Regions from separate parts of the Astyanax mexicanus genome. Here region 1 is linked to region 2. A link is a contact called in public Hi-C data. All regions are on one chromosome and are shown on one strand. Each heading gives the region's core, a stretch centred on a gene start, on an enhancer-like site or on the middle of the called end of the contact. The rest is flanking DNA. Distances are from core to core; before and after follow the strand shown.

Region 1 (6,791 bases), core at 1,657-4,156, 34 kb before region 2:
TTCATTGCTTTGGCAAAAGTTGTTAATTGCAATTCATACCAATTAAGCTACTTTAAATTGAGATTGAGAGACAGTGAGAGAGGGAGAGACAGTGTGAGAGAGATACAGAGAGACAATGTGAGGGACAGAGATAGTGAGAGGAAAAGAGAGACAAAAAGAACAAACAATGAGAGAGAGACAGACATTGCGAGCTAGAAAAAGAGTGAGAGTGAGACAGCGAAAGGGAGAGAGATGGTGAGAGGGAGAGCAAGATAGGGAGGGAGAGAGAGAGAGACAGTGTGAAAGAGAGACAGTGAGAGAGAGACAGCGAAAGAAAATAGACAGTGATGGAGAGAGAGAAAGACAGGAAAAGTGATAGTGAAAGAGTGAAAGAGAGAGACAGTGACAGTGAGAGGGAGACAGTGAGAGAGGCAGACAGTAAGAGGGAAAGAGACAGCAAAAGGGAGAGAGAGAGGAAGTGCGAGACAGAAGGAGAGTAAAAGAGAGTGTGAGAGAGAAAGAGAGAGACAGTGAGATAGAGAGAGCAAAAGAGATGAGAGAGACAGTGAGAGAGGCAGACAGTAAGAGAGAGGGAGACAGGCACTGTACAGCCTGGGGGTGATTTATTGAGAGTCTGGGTCCTTTGGGGGGGTTGATGGAGGGATGGGGGAGGAGTGCTGAAATACCTGTCTGTTTTCTTTTTGAGAATGTGTTTATTCAGCAGCATCCAGCAGATGTGCAAATCTGTCATCTAAGCAAGATCTATCAACGAGTTGATAACCGTACGGCTTGTGTGTCTTTGCTATCGTAACGTCGGGAAAAGTACAAAAGTACATAGTATTTTATTTACTATTCTGTTTATTGTTGATGTAAAAGTTGGGTTTGTGCTGCTGCATTGCCAAGATAGCAATGAACGTCTGACTGTTAATTGCTGTCAGGGTTTAAATCAGTCAGTGGAGCTCCTGTGTTTTCTGTTGCAAGATAAACAAGCAAAACTCCAGAAATTCACTCCAGAATATTGCATCATTGTTGTATGAAGGGTTGATGGAGTGTTCATAAGAGAAAAAAAATAAATAAAAAGAGAGAAAGACACTCCAGAGGAGAATGAGTTGCAGTTTCCATTCAGGCCTTCCGTCCCAGTGGCTCTTTACGAGCGAGGGAGCGAGGGAGAGAAGAGGCTGGGGCTCTGAAAAGGTGGAGAGAAAGATCTGGAAGCAGAAAGAGAGGGAGAGAAAATGAAGGGAGGAAACAGAGGAGGGATTAGAGCTCTCCTGAGGAGAAACCAGATCTCTCTCTCCAGGCCTCGCTCTGTTTTTCTGTTCTTCATATATACACACATCCTCTCATTCATCCCCCTCTCTCTCTCTCTTTTACTCTCTCTCTCGCTTTCTCACTTTCTCGCTTTCGCTATTGTTGAGGTCACACAATGCCCTGTTTTTCTTTCCCTCATTAGATCCAAAGGAGGTGTAATCACCCGTGAACATCCCGCCATACAAGATCATCCAGCTGCAGTCTTCACAAACACCTCACTTTCTTTATTATAGCAAAATATATCTTTAAATAAAATATAATTTACTAATTACAAAAATAAGATATGTAATTAAAAACATTAATATAAACTACGTAGAACACTTAAAAATAGCATTTATTACCCCAATCCCCACTCTCTAACTATAAACTTTACCATGAAATATATTTATTAAAATCCTTCAGAGATATATATATTACCGTAACGCATTACCCTTATCATCTAAAACATCTGGAAAACATCATTTTACAACAGGAAGTCACATCTACAACAGAAGATGTCACTAATATATATAACTTAGCAAACAGCTCCTCTACTGCAACTGCCAAGCACCTTAGCGACCATCAAGCCACGACATAGCATTCAACGCAAACCATAGCAACACCTTGGCAACCACCTATGTTGAATACCGGATTATTCGGATTATTCTGCCACCAGCAGCCGGAGTCAGAGAGAGATAGAGAGAGCACATTTGAGGCCAATACACACTATTAATCTTAGTAGACTTAATCTCAGCAGCCAGAGTCCGAGAAAAAACACAATTAAGGCCAATACACAGGTAGGTACGTAGGTAGGTAGGCACTTTATTGATCCCAGAAGTACATTATGAAATATAATTTGAATATATATGAAATTCTGCTATATAATACCTTAGCAAACAGCACCTGTACCATAGCAACACTGTAGCAACTGCCAAGCACCTTAGCAACCATCAAGCCCAGCATAGTATCCAACGCATACCATAGCAACAGCTTGGCAACCACCTACAGTATGTTGACTACCAGATTATTCTGCTTTGCCATCAGCAGCCAGAGTCAGAGAGAGAGAGAGAGAGAGCAGCATTGAGGCCAAAACCCATTATTAATCTCAGGTAGCCTTAATCTCAGCAGCCGGAGTCCGAGAGAGAACACAATTGAGGCCAATATGTAGGTAGGTGGGTAGATGCGTAGGTAGGTAGTTCGGTAGGTAGGTACTTTATTGATCCCAGAAGGACATTATGAAATATAATTTGAATATATATGAAATTCTGCTATATAATATCTTTGCAACACTGTAGCAACTGCCAAGCACCTTTGCGACCATCAAGCCAGAACATAGCATCCATCGCAAACCATAGCAACACCTTGGCAACCACCTATGTTGAATACTGGATTATTCTGATTATTCCGCCATCAGCAGCCAGAGTCAGAGATAGAGAGAGAGCACAATTGAGGCCAATACACACTATTAATCTCAGTAGCCTTAATCTATTACTGAGAAACCACCATGAAGCATGGAACAGCAGGTGTCCACATACTGCTGGACAGTCTTGCTCATGGCCATAATTCACGGGACGGGCTGTGCAGTGCGTGTGGTTTTACACGGTCTGCTGCTGTAATGGGCTGGGTGGTTTCGGAGGGGAGGAAGCCGCAGTTTTGGAGTGTGTTTTGGTGTGGTCTAGTGGGAGGACAGTTTAGAGAGAGTGTGTGTGTGTGTGTGTAAGAGTGTGTGAGAGAGTGTGTGTGTGTAAGAGAGTGTGTGTGTGTGTGAGAGTGCAGACAGCTGCAGTGCTCAGTGAGGGAGGGGGGCGGCCAGGGTGGGCGTGTCCGTCTGTTTTCCACTGAGGGCTCGTGATTGGCTGGCGAGGGGCTCCGCTGGGAGTGACGTCACGATGGTGGCTGACCTACTTTGTAGTGCAGCAGTTAGCATGACATCAGCACTGTTACATAGATGTAGTCAACCCTGTCTCAGCTCTCTCTCTCTGTCCCTCTCTCTCTCTCTCTCTCTCTCTCTCTCTCTCTCTCTCTCTCTCTATCTCTCTCTCCCTCTCTTTCTCTCTCTCTGGTCCCTCAGTCACGATTTCTGATGGGAGGATATGAAATATGGAATATGAATGAGTCTGGCAGAAACAGAGGTGAAAGATTTATGAATTTCACAAGACGTCTCAATCTCACCCTGTGTCATCCTTTTTTTTTTTTTAAATATATACTGGTTTTAAAAATATATTGCACATTTTCTGTGCATATTTTAACAATAATTGCTATTAATGACATATAACAATAGTAGTGGTTATATGTATCGGTATATTTAAAGAGTGATAAAATAGAACAACTTTTTTTGTTTTAAGTAACAACTTCATCATGTATGTAACCCCTTTACACGCAACGTAAAATTACGTTCTTTTAATAAAATGACCCTATCATAAGAAGTGCTTTTAGTAGACAAAAATTGGGACCAATGCTACTGAGTTTTATTTAAGTTATAATAAAAAAATAATAATCATCAAATCTGTTGTTATATTATTTTAAATATTAAGTGATAACTGATCAATTTTTGTATTATATATGTATATACAATTCAGACATTGCACACATATATTTTTCTAATAACAGTAAATGTAATGAGGAGTAACATGTTTAGGTTGTAAAGTGACTTTTGGTTAGATTTAACTAATAATACACAGAAGTACAGAAAAAAAACACCTCAAACCTGAACTTAACCCCAAACTTAAACTTCTGTTCCACCAGTGTCTCTCGCTCCAGCTCCTCTCCCACTCTAACCACATCTCCAGTTCCAGTAACACCAGTGGTTTTGTAGTGGTGGTTTCTGTGTTTGTTCTTCTGAGGCCTTGCTGAAGTTTTGATGATAACCTCTGAAAAACTGGGCCTTGTCTTTATTTGCTCTGCGTTAACCCATTAATCTGGAGCTTTCCCTCATTAACACTTTCCTACAATTACTTTCCATTTATTAGGGGTTAAACAACACAGGTTTTTAAATATTTCTGTAATCGTTACTGTATTAAATGTGATGTTAATGGAGGTTAGAATGTGTTTTATTGTGTCCTATCAGAAATCAGCAAAACAACTCTGCCATCCTGGTTTTATAATTATATATTTTCTGTGCAATTTTAACAATAATTGCAAATAATTACATACATAAATCAATAGTAGTGGTGGTAGGCATTCTTTTCTTCTGGGAAGATATCGCACCTGATTTTGCTTTGCAACAGAATTTGCTTAAATCCCATTTTTTGCTCAGATCTGATCCACCTAAACTAACAGATCCAGCAAGGAGAACACTGGACAAAGAAGCAGCCAAGAGACCTATGGTCACTCTGGAGGAACTGCAGAGATCCACAGCTCAGGTGGATCAAAGTAAGCTGTAGATAGGACAACTTTAAGTCGTGCACTCAACAAATGTGTGGTAGAAGGTTCTGTGGTCAAATCAGACCATTTTTAGTACAATTAAGTATATTTTCTTTTTTTCACAAAATGTGGAAAAGATCAATAAATACGTATGAATACTTTTGAAAGCCACTGTACAGAGAATGTCTTTAACTTGCTAAAAAGGAGACTGAAGGGAGTAACCCCCCGAAATCAGTTCTGATACTTTTGCTGGCAAGAATAATAGGTGGGTTCAGATAAAGGGTCTCAATTGTTTTCAGGATAACTGTTCCAGTACTTGTAGCTGTTTTTGCTGATGTTTTCAGAGCGTTTTTCTTGTTTCGCCGGGCCATTTCTCCGTTATCTGTGTTAGCAGGAGTAGATAAGACCAGGGAGCATTATTGGCACAATATCTATGGTTAAGGGGGGGTTGGGGTGGTAGTTGTTAGCTGTTAGCCGGTAGCTGCTAGCCGATGAATCTGCTCTGCGGCCACTGGCTCTTTGCATGAACTAATGCTTAATTAGAAGTGCCAGCTGCTCCCAGAGACCACCACTGTTGTCAACAGCGCTAAGCTAATATAATGTGTGTGAAGACCCCGGGCTGGGTGATCTTCATTTGCAGCCTGGTCTATGAATCTGTGGCGTTTATAACACATGCTAAACCCACTTATAACATTTAGATGAGTGTGGAACGAGAACCGGAGAGCAGAACCAGATACACAGTCTGTACAGTGTGTTTAGACAGAGCTAGATGAGCTACAGTGGCTAACAGCGCTCGTTTTGTGTTTGCAGTACATGTAGACATAGTATTTAATATCTAACCACCTTCAGACAGCCTGTACCTGTTTTACTTAATCTTATTAATTCTTAACCTTTATTTTTTATTTTAGTTCTTCTTTTAGTTTTTTTTATTTCATATTAATTTGTTTCCTAATTGTTTATTATTATTATTTTAAATAGATTTGTATTATTGCTTTTTAACTTTTTTATTTTCTTTTATTATTACTATTTTTTATTATTATTATTATTTATTTTAGTTTTTAAGTTAATTAATTTATTTGTATTTTTATTGCATTATGTAAAAGTTAGTTTTAGCTAAAATTAACTTATTTTGTTGTATTAATCTTATTTTCTTTTGATCTTAATTTTTTTTATCAATTAAAATGATTTCTTTTATTTTATTCTAATTCTATTTTTATTGTTTATCTATTTATATTCATATTTGATTTACTGTTATCTTAAAATAATTCTCTGTCATGTCAATCCCTGTTTCTGTAAACGCTCGGCTACATTGAAAATGAGGGTTGCCCTCAATGTACATCCGAGTCAAAATAAAGTTTGATTGATTAGTTGATTAATTACTGGGTGGCTGAAATGACTGAAGTACATAATCTGAAAATTCCCCACATTACTCTTTCCTACTATTACTTTTAAAATATTTCTCTTTGTTCCTATATTGAATGTAATGTTAATATAGGTTAGAGTGTTTTACTGTGTCCTGTCAGAAATCAGCTACATCAGCAAGCTAATTATGATTATTTCAGACACATCAAAAGCAGATCAAATAAATATTTTAGGCTCATAAAAGGGCTTTACAAGGAATATTTCTGTTTATGTTTCTAATAATGTGAAAAAAATACCCACAAATGTAGTCAATGTTTGCATATTTACATAAAAGTACAAATGCTCCTGTTAGAAAATACTTAAGTAAAAGCTGAAGTGTAATTTATATTTTTATGTACGCAAAGTAAAAGTAAAGTGTCGTAAACAGTGTTTTTACATATTTACAGAAATGTGTTAAAATAATGGTGTATGCTAGAGCTGCAGCATCATCTGCAAAAATATACACATTAAATGTAATTTTCTGTAAACCTAATCTACTTATAATATGGAGTTTACATATATTTTATTCTTCTCAAAATTATGACTTATTATTTCAAAATAATTACTTAGTATCTGATAATATATTTTAAATATGACTTAGTATCTTATAATTATGACTTACTATTTCAAAATAATTACTGAGTATCTTATAATATCTTATAATAATTACTTAGTATCTCATAATCATGATTTATTAGAGGACCCTTATTTTTTAAGTGGTGAAAATGGGCTTCCACAGAGTTGTTTGTTGCTAATAA
Region 2 (6,801 bases), core at 3,762-6,261:
GTCCCCTGTCCAGTGTCCTGTCCAGTCTCCGTCCACCGTCCAGTTCCCTGTCCAGTTCCCCGTCCAGTCTCCTGTCCAGTCTCCGTCCACCGTCCAGTTCCCTGTCCAGTCTCCGTTCCCCATCCAGTCTCCATCTCCTGTTCAGTTCCCCGTTCAGTCTCCCGTCCAGTCTCTGTCCTCTGTCCTGTCTCCGTTTCAGTCCCCGGTTTCGTCTCTTGTTTTCCCCGGCCTCTCCCCGCCGCCAGCCCCCGGGGTTCGTTTTTACGCGCCTCGGGAGCTGCGCGTTTAGGGGGAGGCTTCTGTCAGGTCTTAGCCCTGTTTCGTGTCTCTGTGTGTCTTCCCCACGTGACCTGTGCCTCTCTGTGTCTCCTGTCAGTAGATTTCCACCATGTGTTTCTAATTTGTAGCTCCACCCCTTCCCCAGGTGTTTCCAATTCTAGTGTGTTTTATGTACTATAAATAGCTCTCCTCTGCCACCTTGTCCTCCGTCGGTCTTTGCACCTTCCCCTGTCGTTTGTCTCTCTGTGTTTCATAGCCTCTGTTCCTCGCGCCCTTAGTCTGTGTTTATCTATAGTTTTATGTTTCTAGTCTCTTGTTTATTTCAGTTAGTTCCTTGTAGATACCCCTGCTTAGTGTTTATTTTTCTAGTTTATTTCCATTGTATATATTCCCTGTTTATTTATTGTCTTTTTCTCTAGTTGGTTAAGTTTATGTTCTCTGATTTGTTTTGGTTTATGGTTATTTGTGTATCTTTGTTTCGTGTTCCTCATTCAGTGTTTCTTTGTTATTTATTTATTAAATTATTTATATATCGCCCTACCTGCACTTGTGTCCGCCTCCTCGTCTCCCTGCCTGGGTCATTACGTGACACTAATATTGTAACTGGTAGTGTGAATGAATCATAGCTTCAGTCTGTTTTTAGTTTTTTCTCGTTTTTGTCGTTCTCTCCAGCGACAGACGGTCCCCTCTGCTCAGTTTAGCCGTTATTACACGCTCTAAAACACACAGACTCAAAGAGAGAGAGAGAGAGAGAGAGAGAGAAAGGACAAGGGAGTAAGAGAGAGAATGAAAGAGAGAAGATGAGAGGATGAGAGAGGAAGAGTGTAAAAAAAGGATGAGAGAGTGAGGGAGAATAAGAGACAAAGAACCAGAGTGACTAAAAGAAAAAAGCGAAAGAGAGAGAGTAAGCAAATGAGAGAAAGTAAGAAAGAACAGGAAAAACGAGAGAAGACACGAGGAAGAGAGAGAACAAGAGTGTGAGAGAGAGGAAGAGAGAATGAGAGAGTGTAAGACAAAGAGAAAGAGATGACAGGAGACAGTGAAAGAAAGGATGAGAGAGAGGATGAGAGAGAGAGACAGAGAGAACGAGAGTGACTGAGAGAAAAAGAGAAGATGAGAGAGAGAGAAAGAATGACAGAGAAAAAACGAGTGAAGCAGAGAGAAAGAGTGTGTAAGACAGAGGATGAGAGAGAGTGAAGGATGAGAGTGAGGGAGAACAAGAGAGAGAAAGAGAGAATAAGGGTAAGAGAGAGTGGATATATGAGAGGATATGAGAGAGGGAGAGAGAGAAGACAAGACGAGAGGATGAAAGTAAGGATGAGAGACAGAGAGAACGAGAGGGAAAGCAAGAGAATGAGAGAGAAAGAGAAAAAAAATGTGTGAGTGAGAAAAGATGAGAGAGAGAACGTAAGAAAGGAGGAGAGTTAGAAGACGAGTGAACAAGACAGAGAGGAAAAGAGAGAGAACGAGAGAGAGAGAAAGTGAACAAGAGAAGAGGATAAGAGAGTAAGAAAGAAAGGACGAGAGTGAGAAAACGAGAGAGAAGACAAAAGGATGAGAGAGAGAGAGAGAGAGAGAGAGAAAGAGAGAGAGATTAGTGGTGCTGAGACGGATGTGAAGACGTCTGAGATTAAGAGTAGCGCTGGTGGCGTATGAGATTATTAATGCTCTCTGGTCACATGACCCACAGATTCTTGTCCCTATGTTTTTCTGTGCGAGCCATCCCTCCATTCCTCCATCCCTCCATTCCTCCATCACTTTATCCCTCTTTATTCTTGGATGTGTCTGTCAACAACACACGCACATACACAAAAAGCAAAATAACATTAGAATTTACCACCTGTTTTAAATTACAGACTAAAAAAAAGCTCCCTGCTTTTTTGTTGCTATTTAATTTTAGGCCTTTATTTCTGAACTCTGTTTGAGTATGTTTGGGTTTTGCTCTTTAAAAGGAACGTTTAGACCAAAAATCAAGGATGCCGTTCTTTAAAGTTCTTTTGCTTCTTTTAGTTCTGCTCTGCAACAGATTAACAACGGTTAAATGTAGCACAACTTTTATTTTACATGCACGATTGTAGGACAAAAAATTTAACAAATAATCGGCAGATTAGTTGACTACTAAAATAGTCATTAATTGCACTAATGACTAGCAACCAACTACATTAATTAGGATACAATCTAGAAAAAAATTGGATCGGAAAGTAGTATTACCATGTGTTCACACTGGCAGGGAACAAGTCGATCATGTCTCCCCTTGTTTGTCTGCTTTCTATTAAACAGAAAGAACAAAACCAGTAGTTATAATCCTTTTTAGATCCTCCACTAATGGGATATGAACAAAGTGTGGTATGAATCAAAAGATCACAGAGCAGAAGCTGAAAAGAGGAATTCATTCCTTCAAATGGACGTAATAATTCATTTATATAAAGTTGACTAAATCGCAACTCAGTTGTGCACTTCCGTAGGAAATGATTGTTTTTCTGTCAGTGTGAAAGCGCGGTATGAGAGATGGATTAAATCGAGTTCAGCTCAGACCCGTTCCCCGCTGAATCTGTACTGATGATCCGCTCAGCTCCACCTGAGTGTGTTCTCAGCTCCACCTGCTGGCCACTCCCCTCACACAGCTGCAGCAGAGCACACCTGAACACACCTGAGCACACGTCCTGGTGACTCTGCAGAAATCTGACAGATTTATACTCACTGCAAACCAGCGGGGTAGAGGGAGAGAGAAGAAGACAGAGATAGAGAGGTAGAGAGAGAGATAGATAGAGAAGAAGAGAGGTAGAGAGAGAAATAGAGAGAGATGGAGATAGAGAGGGAGAGAGGAAGGAAGACAGAGGTAGAGAGAGAGGTGGAGATAGATAGACAGACAGAGAGAGGGAGGGAGAAAATGAGGTGGAGAGAGAGAAGGAGGATAAGAGAGTGAAGTAGAGGTAGAGATGGAGAGAAATAAACAGGCGAGAAAGAGGGAGTTAGAGAGAGGGATATAGGGAGGTAGAGGGAAAGAGAGAGAGGAAGACAGGTAGAGAGAGATGGAGATAGACAGAGAGAGGGAGAGAGAGAGGGATGAAGAGAGAAGTAGAGAGATGTAGAAAGAGAGAGGGGGGAATAAAAGAGAGAAGTAGAGAGAGAGAGAGAGAGATGCTGTGATGACTAATCGTTCCCGTTTGAGATGGAGAGACAGAGGCTCCCTGAGGCAGCCTCCCAACACACACACACACACACACAGACACTTAAACAAACACAATTATTTTAAAACAGACAACTAATCTACATACATTTTAAAACCTAAAAGTAGTAAGATTATAAAACACGCTCATGATTATTTATATACAGCTCTGGAATTTCTGCACCAGGAGTAAAGCAGCATAAAGTTATCCAAAAGCAGTGTGTAAGACTGGTGGAGGAGAACATGATGCCAAGATGCATGAAATTAAAACTGTGATTAAAAACCCAGCAGGGTTACTCCACCATGTGTATATATATGTATGTATATATATATATATATATATATATATATATATATATATATATATATACACATGACCAGTTAACACAGTGTTAAATGGGGCGTGCTGTGAGATGGTCAGATAAGAAAGGTCACTACATGAATAATAAACCCACTGCAGGGAGGAACAATATTATCACTCACTCTCTCTTTCTGTCTCTCTCTCTCTCTCTTCTCTTTCAATGCTAATTACTTCTTTCTGCAGATTCTAATTAAAATGCTGATTAAACCCCTGTAGAGTCTCTCAGGTCCCCATGGACTTTAGAGAAGCTTGTATCTATATATATGTGTGTGTGTGTGTTAGTAAGGTGATTATATATTAAATATATATGTATGTTCTGTGTTTTCCTGTAGGAAACAGGAAGGAATCGTCATGACGACCGCAATGCAGGAGATCGCCATCACGGAGGACAAGCCTTTACTCACCGGCCAACCAGACGCTGTGAAGGTCAGACACACACACTATACACACTATACACACTCACACACACACACACACACACACACACACACACACACACACACACACACACACACTATACACACTATACATACTCACACACACACTCACACACACACACACACACACCATACACACACACTATATATACTGAAACACTCGTTCTGATACAGTAACAGGTTGTGAGGTTATACGTACTGCAGACTGTTCTTCCGGGAATATATATATATATATATATATATATATGTTCATCTATCTGTCTGTTTGCCCATCCATCAATCCATTCAGTTATCTGTTCATCCATCCTTCCCTCCATCTATTGATCGGTTTCTCTCTCTGTCAGTCTGTCTGCCCTTCAGCCATCTGTTTATCTGCTTACATATATATATATACATCTATCCGTCTGTGTTGTCTTCTTTCTCTGTCTTTCTTTCTTTCTTTCTTTCTGTCTGTGTACTTCTCCATCTGTCCATCCATCTATCTGCTCATCTGTCCATCAGTTACTCAGTCAGATATGCAGTGTTTAAAGTCTTCTCTCTCTCTTTAGAGGGGTTGAGATGTTTAAATAGTGCAGATCTGCTGAATATTAAACTCAGCGTTTATCTGCTGCTCTGAATCAGAGAGAAGCTCAGAGTCCACAGATCTTTATTTCCACACTAATGGAAGCAGAAATAAGCCAGGCTGTTTTTAGCCGGGGGATTTCTACGTCACGGCCGATACTGCCATCAGAGCTTTTGTTCGTCATCTCTCCTCCGCCCGGCGTCACGTGGAGCTCCGCTCTCCTCCCATCATCTGAGGGCTCGCTGATCTTATTGGTGATGGGCTCTGGTGCCGGGGGCACAGCTGCCATATATTTAGCTTCCTATGTTTTAAATTCAGCTGAATTAAGGATTCCTGTATGTGGAAATATAGATTTAGACCTGGTTCATCTCCTGAGAGCTCCTGGAGCCCCCTGCTGGAGATTCTGAGACTTATCACTTCAGTGCACTCACTCATATAAATGAAATCAGCTTTATATAACAAATTACTGTGTATAATTTACTTTCATAAATATACTACTCCGGAAAAAATTAAGAAACCACTTAAAATGATGAGTTTCCTTGATTTCACCATATTAAAAACCTCTGGAATATAATCAAGAGGAAGATGGATGATCACAAGCCATCAAACCACCAAACTGAACTGCTTGAATTTTTGCACCAGGAGTAAAGCAGCATAAAGTTATCCAAAAGCAGTGTGTAAGACTGGTGGATAAAAAAACTGTGATTAAAAAACAGGGTTATTCCACCAAATATTGATTTCTGAACTCTTAAAACTACTTCATGAATATGAATATGCTCTGCATCTTTTTTCCTTATTTCAGTCATTTCTCATTTTCTGTAAATAAATGCTCTAAATGAGAATATTTTTATTTGGAATTTGGGAGAAATGTTGTCTGTAGTTTATAGAATAAAACAACAATGTTCATTTTACTCAAACATAAACCTATAAATAGCAACATCAGAGAAACTGATTCAGAAACTGAGCTCTCTGTTTTTTCCCAGAGCTGTATATATTTGGACGATATATTTTCAGAAAAATAATAGCAATGAACGATATTTATAAATATATCAGAACATCGCAAGACAGACAATGGTTTACCGTACTGAATCAATTGTTAAAAACACAGTATTGATGTAAATATATAAAAATAACAGTTTTTACTCAAATATATGTGTTATTAGATTCAGAGTTGAAAAAATATATTAAAAAATATGTTTAATTTGGAAGAGTTACAACAATCAAATGGCACCTATTCGATGGAATGGATGACCATATGTTAAAATAGCACTAAAACTACCACAAAAACATCACATTTATACTAATTTTTATATGGTAAATATGTAACTGTGCATTTTTATATGTTTATATTTTGTTGTGTTTCTCTCTCTTTACAGGAGGCTGAGATTGCAGCCAGAATACTGCTGGATCAGGGACAGGTGAGATACTCTCTAAACAAGGTTGATGGGATGTAAAATGATCAGCTCTTTGCTGTGTATGTTTATAATGCTATATATTTATAATGTGTTTTACAGGAGCACAGTATTGAGACTCCACACGGTTTGCTGCATGTGACGCTGCATGGCACAGGAAACACCCGGCGACCTGCTATTCTCACCTTCCACGATCTAGGAATGGAGAGTACGTTATACACATATATAAAACATACATATACAACACGTCTATATAACTGAAAAACGTTAATTTATGCTGGTATTTAAAATAGAAACTAAGGAAAATTAAACATTTGTCAGAATACTGAGCGGTTTGCTTTAAATTGTGTAAATTAAATTGTTAAATCAATTGTGTAAATGTACGCTGGCATATGGAAAAGCATGTTTGGCAGAATAATGAATATTTTGCCTTTTTTATCATTGAATAATATTTTAAAATATTTATTTAACACATATTTAATATTCAAGCCAAAAACGTAAAAAACGCAAACACATTTACCTCAGTAGTGCTATTCTATTCATGCATTTACTTCAGCAGTGTTATTCTAATCATAAATGGA

What was found. Hi-C and Micro-C count contacts between places; a contact is called where the count stands out from the background.
Region 1: a Hi-C map of blood shows a contact between it and region 2, with 3 times the contacts expected there. The contact joins two enhancer-like sites. A contact is called at or near these places in 3 of 3 Hi-C or Micro-C datasets (blood and muscle).

Annotation. Positions count from the first base shown.
Region 1 is chr25:26,377,431-26,384,221 of AstMex3_surface, reverse strand. No RefSeq gene overlaps it. Among protein-coding and RNA genes, the nearest start is that of ndrg2, 3.8 kb to the right of the region's middle. Within about 2 kb of position 2,906, the one cell type or tissue checked has an H3K27ac peak away from gene starts, as active enhancers do.
Region 2 is chr25:26,346,016-26,352,816 of AstMex3_surface, reverse strand. ndrg2 (NDRG family member 2) reads left to right here. Exons shown (of 16, transcript XM_049472136.1): 2 at 4,142-4,235; 3 at 6,185-6,226; 4 at 6,323-6,428. The coding sequence starts at 4,161. Among protein-coding and RNA genes, the nearest start is that of LOC125787642, 15 kb to the right of the region's middle. Within about 2 kb of position 5,011, the one cell type or tissue checked has an H3K27ac peak away from gene starts, as active enhancers do.